2 separate regions of the Sus scrofa genome follow, and region 1 is linked to region 2. Evidence: chromatin contacts called from public HiChIP or PLAC-seq data. All regions are on one chromosome and are shown on one strand. The core of a region is the stretch at or near the end of the contact, and the rest is flanking DNA. Distances in the headings are between cores, read along the strand shown.

Region 1 (3,593 bases), core at 14-2,513, 170 kb after region 2:
TTTCACTCCACCCACACCCGATCTGGCCGTCTAGAGGGATTCCACGCCTGTGCTGCTGCCTCCCCTAGAGACATTCAGGTTACTGGAGAGCTAATCTCATCTCAAGGGGCCAGACACCAAGTCCCAAAGCCTACAGACCTCTTTCCGCCAGACCCTGAAACTTGGCCCAGTGCCAGCAGGATGACAAGCCCCAGGGTGCTCCCGATGCATATGGATTGGAGATGATGTACAGTTTTTAATTCCCCTCTGGCTCTGGAGGAATGAAATGATTTGCACATTGAAAACCTGTTAACCGTAGCCTCTGGACACTGAAACTGGAAGGAGAATAAAGGATGCTTGTTGTTTTTAAACTGCACCAGGTCGCCCAGATCTCTTGGCTTTTTTCCAACCAGACGGTAGCTGGGGGAGTGGTTGGGGCACGTGGCTCTTTTCCTTCTCTCTCACCCTCTAGTCTGTAGAGTAGCTGATTCAGCTGGCGCAGCGTAGTTGTAATTTAAGGCAGACCGGTAAAAAAAAAAAAAGATTGAGGGTTTTCTTTCTTCCCCCCCAGCACAGTGCCCCGTTGGGAGGGCAAGCTCATAAAAAGTTAACTGCAGGCTCATCACATCTTCTTCCTTATTTGCAAGTCTATGTTAATTATAAGCCTGTAATCATCAGGTCGTAAGCCTGTAATTAACCCAGAAACCAAAGGCGAGGTCAGTGGAGGGAGCGTGAGCCATCATAGGTTTGTTGCCATTTGTGCAAAAGAATCATAGCGAGTCATGGCTGGAAGAGTCAGAAGATGAACAGGTGGTAGCAAGTCAAGGCAGACCCCATAAACTCCCTGCTTGGTGGGGTCTTGGAGGACATGGTCTGCCCCGGACACCAGCTGGTCGGTGGGTGAGCGACAGCCCCCAGGCATGTCCTGCCGTTAAGACTGCCTTCCAGCCGCAGCTCCCAAACTCCCTCTCTTTCCTGAACGCCCTGGGTCCTCTCCCTCCTGGATCTTCACATCTGTCTCCTCACCTGGTTAGCTCCTCTTCCTTTAAGACTCCATCCGAAGATTTACTTCTTTGGGGAAACCTTTCTGACACCCCCCACGTTCCTCCACGCTGGGTTAGGTGCCCGAGACAGTCTCGGGACTCAGGCCGCACTCGGATCCCGCACCAGGCTGAGCTCCCTGAACCCTGGAATTCTGTCTTCCTCCCTACACGTCCCCGGGGCTGGGCGCACACCAGCCATTCCATGAGCCTGCCTTCTCAGCAGTTCGGGCCTCGTGAGTCAGCCTTCCTCAAGTGGAAAAAGGAAATCAGCAAAGAGTTATTAGGGTGTGGCCTTTCGACTCAGTTCCACACATGTATTGAGCACCTACTGTTGTGCCGAGTATTATTATTCAGAGACAAATAGGATGATCCCTGGCCTCGGCGCTCACAGTCAGGCAAGGTGAATACCAGATAGACAGGTGATTCAGAGTTCCCGTTGTGGCTCAGTGGTTAACGAATCCGACTAGGAACCATAAGGTGGCGTGTTCGATCTCTGGCCTTGCTCAGTGGGTTAAGGATCTGCATTGTCATGAGCTGTGGTGTAGATCGCAGACACGACTCGGATCTGGCGTTGCTGTGGCTGTGGCGTAGGCCGGTGGCTACAGCTCTGATTCAAACCCCTAGCCTGGGAACCTCCATATGCTGCGGGGGCGGCCCTAGAAAAGACAAAAAAAAGACAGGTGACTAAAAAGGGGTCTCTAGAGACACTGAAGGAATGGGGGTGAACAAGGCTGCCTGCCTAGGAGGATGGGTGCCAGGAAGACTTTGTAGAGGAAGAAAAGTCGTTTCAGCTGGGCTGTATAAGACTCTGAGAGCATCCTTTATCCACTGGAGAGTGGGTGACGGCCAAGGCTAAAGCAGCCGAGCAGGCAGCTTCAGGGCGTGGCTACTTTGTGCCATCCCAGACCTGGCCCCAGGGGTATATGCTAAGAAAGCCCTCCCCAGGGAACAGGACTTCGAAGGACATTGGCCCTGCCACAAGGCTGGTATCCTATCTTCAGGTCTTACTCCTTTCCTTCTGAACCCCCACCTCGGCCTCAGGGGCCCTTAGCAGATTCAAGATCAGAGCTGTCCAGCGGCCATCCCAAACCCAAAGTTTCGCTGCCTCTTAAATTAGGCCCTTTAGGATCTGATGTCAAGAGATAATGAAATGATTCGGCAGCAGACAACGCCCATAGGAATAGGATTCTGCCCAACCATTTCGTCTGAGAGCCTTCGTGGTCTGAAACACACTGACTCAGAGTCCGGGTTCGGCCCAGTGCTGGGTGACTTAGGGTCACATAGATGTATTTCCCCAAAATGCACAAACCTGGCCCAGATGCTGCAGCCCTGCAGCCTCTTGAAAGATATTCTGTTCCATGTCTGCAGAATAAGCGACAACTGCCTCTTGCCAAAGCCCAAACGAATTAGTCTTGTCAGTGGACTTAGAAGCATGCTAAAATTTGGAACCGTCAACTCTCCTCTTACCAGCAATTCCGCACCTCCTTGGTGATGGGGAGACTTTTTCTCCTCCTGGGGCCTGGTTTCTGTCCCGAGCAGGTAATGGAAGGTGCCTTTTCACCAGTCTGTCTCCCATTAGAAACTTGAGCTTAATCAGACATTTTTCCTGACAGCACCTTACATGTTGAGGACTCAAAGCCCACGACCACCAAGTAAGTATCCATGGCTCCTTTGCCCAGGTCGGGGTGGGAGGGGAACAGAGACGTGGAGGAAGCACGGGAAGGTGAAACAGGAGAGAATGAGAACGTGCTCTGTGTCCTCTCCTTCCAGGCGTCCCTGGGGGCCAACATCTGTCCCCTCCACCCCCACCCCACCCCACCCCGTCATCTGAGCTGCCTCAGAGCCAGGGCTCCCCCATCACCCTGCCCCTCTCTGTTTGTCATTAAAGGCAAAGGAAGCGGCCCGAATCTGGGAGCATCCGGAAAACCTTTCGGAGTGACAGCCATGGGCTGAGCAGTCCCCTGACTGATCCCGCCTCCCCGGGGGTGGGGGCTAGCTGCCGCCCATCTTCCCAGCCTGTCCTGAGCCAGAGCCTCCCAAAGGAAGGGCCCGATAAGTGTTCCATCAGTGGGCATGGGAGCCTTAACTCCATCAGCCGCCACTCATCCCTGAAGAATCGGCTGGACAATCCACAGATCCGGAAGACAGTGACAGCAGGAAGGTCAAAAAGCTTCAATAACCACCGGCCCATGGACCCGGAGGTCATTGCGCAGGTAACTGGGGGCTCTTGGACAAACAGCTACCGTGGGTCTATGCTTGACACGGATTATAAGCGGACTTGAAATAGAACGGTGCTATATGTACAGTATACACTGAGTTCAGGGACCACTGGACATCTGGACCTGGAGTCTCCCCAAGAAGAACTCCAGGACAGAATAAAACAGTGCAGGCTTCTTGCTCACCTATGGGCTATTTGCAAAGCTATTGTAAGTTTGAAAGCCCGTAGTTAACAGATTGAGGATTTTCGGTAGAATTGGTTCAGCCCAAGTTTTGCATCTTAAAACCCTAGTAGGTGTCAGCTACGCTGCCCAAAGAGGTGCAGCTCAGAGGTAGTTCTGGCCACATTTTCGT
Region 2 (3,839 bases), core at 98-2,597:
CAGATTTTGCTCTGCCACCTCTAGTTGATAGCTCTCTAGGTGGGCATGGACTTTTTGCTTATGTTTCCTTCAAGAAGAAGTGATATAAAGGTTTTTTCCCACTCCACTCCAACACAAATACTTAAACATTCAGAGATAAAGCAGTGAGAATGAGGACTTGTGTTGGAGAAGTTGGAGAAATTCAGGGATCTTTTTTGTTACCCAATCAGTATTGCCAACTTCATCCTAGAACTATGGGACTTCAGTATAAAAGGCAACCAAATGACTCCCTATTGCAGCTGAATTTTTAAAAATGTAGGAGAGTGGTTAAGAGCACGGATTTTGGAATTAAACACATCTAGATTTCGATCCTGTTGTGATCTGTAACTATCTGAGTGACTTCAGGCAGTTAATGAGCTCTCTCAACCTCGGTGGCCACCATCTGCGCAGTGGGAAGAATTATGGTTGACTTATAATGGAATCTGACTGGATACCCAGCATATAATAAACACTTTATCTGCATTATCTCTTCTACTCTTTATAACAATCCACTGGGGTGGCTGCTCTTACAAACTCCATTTTATAAGTAATGGAACAGACTTAGAGAGATTAAGTATCTTATTCAAGGATATACAGCTAGCATGTGGCAGAGCTAGAATTAAAGCCAGGTCTTTCCGAATGCAAAGTCTGTGCTGTTAACCACTCTGCTTTACTGCAAACTTATCCCACTGGGACTTTTCGAGGATTACGTAAGATAATATACTTTTATACGTGAATGTTGTCTCAACTTCCTATGAGTCACATAGAAAGTATTTAGTAAATGGCATCTGTGATCACTATTGATTGTATATGAAACACCTGCCCGTAGCTTTTGTAGAGACAGCTTACCTTTCCACGGAGGACAAAATGTAGCCAACTAAACCAGTTCTCATAACCAACCAAATCACTTCACAAATGCATTGAGTTCTTGAAATAGCATTAGCTCGTCTCCAGGCTTTACCAAGTGGCTACTTTCACTGGGGAATAAATTTCATCGAGGAAAAGATGATCTCTCCAGCATTTGGAACAGTGCCTGGCACATGGTAAGTGTCTTAGTCGGGTTCGCTAGGAAAAGAGAGCTCTTGAGGCAAAAGCTTGCGCTTGATTTGTGCGAGCCATCGCCAGGAAGCAGGAATGGGGGGAAAGGGAAGTGAGAAAAAGAGGTAAGGAGAGATCTAAGGGCTGCTTATAGGTTGCCCACAGCTTCAAGAGAGGCTGACTCTTTGGTTTTGTGGGACATCGTCAGAGAAAATATGTGAAACCACTACATCTCTGAACAGTCCGCTGGGGGAAGGAAGGGGAAGATTTCATTTGCCAGCTCCCATCTCCTATTAGTCAGGGTTGACATCATGGAGCTTCAACTTCCCTTATGCGTCTTCATAGCATGGCTGGTGACTGAGCAGATCCCTCCAAATCTCACGCCTTAGTGGCAGTAGGGAAACCCCGGGGTGGGACTGGAGAGACGTGCACAGGTACAAGGCGAGACACTGTCAGGCCAGCCCTCCCAACAACTGAAGGACGGGGACAGCCATTGCAACTGGAGCGGTATGGGCTGACCCAGCCCGCCAGCCAGACACTTGTATTCATCTTGAGTGATGTGTAGCCAACTCTCAACTGTGATAGGCTCTTTGCCAAGGTGAGCAAACTCTTTGCCCCACTATCATTAAGTAATTTGCAGTTACACCTTTGTGTAAGTGCAAAGATGTGCACCTTTGTATATCTTTTTTCATTCTCAGTCTACTTCCTGTCTCCTCTTTTGCTTTCCACCTAAATGGGGGTGGCCCCAGGCTTAGGTCTACTCTTTCATGCTACGTGCTTTCTTTAGGCAGCTGCATGCACTTTCTTTCTTTTCTGTCTTTTATTTTGTTTTATTTTATTTTTGTGTGTGTGCTTTTTAGGGCCGCACCAGCGGCATATGGAGGTTCCCAGGCTAGGGGTCGAATCGGAGCTACAGCTGCCGGCCTATGCCACAGCCACAGCAATGCCAGATCCCTAACCCACTGAGCGAAGCCAGGGGTCGAACCCTCAACCTCATGGTTCCTAGTCAGATTCATTTCCGCTGTACCATGACAGGAACGCCTTCTTTCCTTCTCTTTCTTTTTCTTTTTGTCTTTTCAGGGCTGCACACACAGTATTGGAAGTTCCCAGGCTAGGTATCGAATCAAAGCTGCAGCTGCTGGCCTGCCACACAGCCACAGCAACGCAGGATTCAAGCTGCATCTGCAGCCTACACCATAGCTCACGGCAAAGCTGGATCCTTTAACCCACTGAGCAAAGCCAGGGATCAAACCCGAGTCCACATGGATACTAGTCATGTTCGTTACTGCTGCACCGTAACAGGAACTCCTTGCATGTACTTTCATGGCTAACTCCATACTCCTGTCTAGCTGCTGATGGCTCACAGATGTCTTCTTCCAGACTTGACCTCTCCTAAGAACTCCAGACTGGAGAACAAAACTGCATTTTTCCAACAGGAAGTTCCCTTTAAAGTCCAGATGAATCTCATGACCCTCTATAGTCATCTTCGTTTGTCTCTTTTCCTGACAGCTCGTAGGGGCTTGGTTCAGACTGGTGGAACTCAACTTGTGCCAGTGCCATATCCCAAGCTGGGTCCTACACAAAATGAAGTCAGTCCTCCAGTGCCAGCTCTCTAGGGATTTAGGATCTGGTTTTTAATATTGATCTGGTTTATTTGCCATTTCGTTGTGCTGGAGCCTTGAGCAATGTAGTTTGCCACGGTCCATTACCACGGTGGACATGTTTAAATTGACATTTGGTCTTTTCAGGAGTGGATTGGTAGGGAAATCCTTGGGTTTTTGACTCTCCTTATGCTGCCCTTCTGCTTTTCAAGACTCTCCCCTTGCTTTGGCCAGTTTATAGAGCCCTTTGGACCTCTGTATCTGACCTGCTCGTAGAACTCGGGGGCTCTCTCTTGCCCGCTCTTTCTCTCCATCGTCTTCGGAGTAAACCTTCACATCACTGTGTTCTACTCACATATCCTCCTGAGCTGGATCAGCCCATTCCTGCCCCCTCATCTTTGAGGAGTCATCACAACCTTCTTCCTTCACTACCGTAACATCTCTACATCCTCAGACTAACTCAGGCCAACCCTGCTTTACATGGATGGCCTCTCTGAGCGTGGCCATGGCCTGGGAGCATGAATTTGGCCCTTAGCACACACAGTCCTATTCAGCTGAATACTTTTGCATTTAGCCTCCTTTTTTTCTCCCAATTGGGTTGTAAGCCCTTTGAAAGCAAGACAATGTCTTATATTTTCTCATGTGTTCTAATGATTTGCGGCTCAGATCTTGACACAAGTATTTGCTAGCCTTGATGATTGATGATTACGGTTCTTGGCAGTTGACTTCCACTTGACCTCCAGCAATGCATCAAGGGCATCAGACTAGGTGACATTTCCCAGAGGAGCTGTTGGTCCCCTCATACCAAATCTTTAGTTTGTAGTACAAGTTAAATTCTAGACTTTGGACCTTGGGAATTCTGTTTCTTAAACATCTCGGGCAAGGCCTTGGAGCTCAGATGACTACTTTGGCATGTGATGTGGCCAGCTTGTACATTTGGGAGCCTTTTGTCTTTGACTTTCTATTGAGTCACTTGAAAGAACTGAGGCGCCGGCCAAGAGCAATCCCGATGATTAAAGTTCCCTGAGATACTCCCCCTCACACCCTCTCTCATGCATATCAGCTTTACGAGGTTGCTTTCTGTGCCTTCACTTGGGGGCTCAAAAATGCATGAATGAATGTCCTTTGGAAACTCTTAAGGCCATTTTTCTCTTCCTCCTTCCCCCTGGCTAGTTTCTCTTT

Evidence for each region. HiChIP or PLAC-seq counts read pairs in DNA pulled down with a chosen protein or histone mark.
Region 1: a contact with region 2 is called in an H3K27ac HiChIP or PLAC-seq map of alveolar macrophages. The contact joins two enhancer-like sites. A contact is called at or near these places in 2 of 2 datasets of contacts at active chromatin or transcription factors (alveolar macrophages and skeletal muscle).

What each region holds. Positions count from the first base shown.
Region 1 is chr9:67,108,383-67,111,975 of Sscrofa11.1, forward strand. It overlaps SRGAP2 (SLIT-ROBO Rho GTPase-activating protein 2), which reads left to right. Exons shown (of 23, transcript XR_002335789.1): 22 at 2,911-3,235. Among named protein-coding and RNA genes, the nearest start is that of IKBKE, 13 kb to the right of the region's middle. Within about 2 kb of position 1,264, at least 7 of the 83 cell types and tissues checked have an H3K27ac peak or open chromatin away from gene starts, as enhancers often do. A contact at or near this core is called in alveolar macrophages, where this site is marked.
Region 2 is chr9:66,934,219-66,938,057 of Sscrofa11.1, forward strand. The region is part of intron 2 of SRGAP2 (SLIT-ROBO Rho GTPase-activating protein 2); the gene reads left to right. Among named protein-coding and RNA genes, the nearest start is that of FAM72A, 96 kb to the left of the region's middle. Within about 2 kb of position 1,348, at least 6 of the 83 cell types and tissues checked have an H3K27ac peak or open chromatin away from gene starts, as enhancers often do. A contact at or near this core is called in alveolar macrophages, where this site is marked.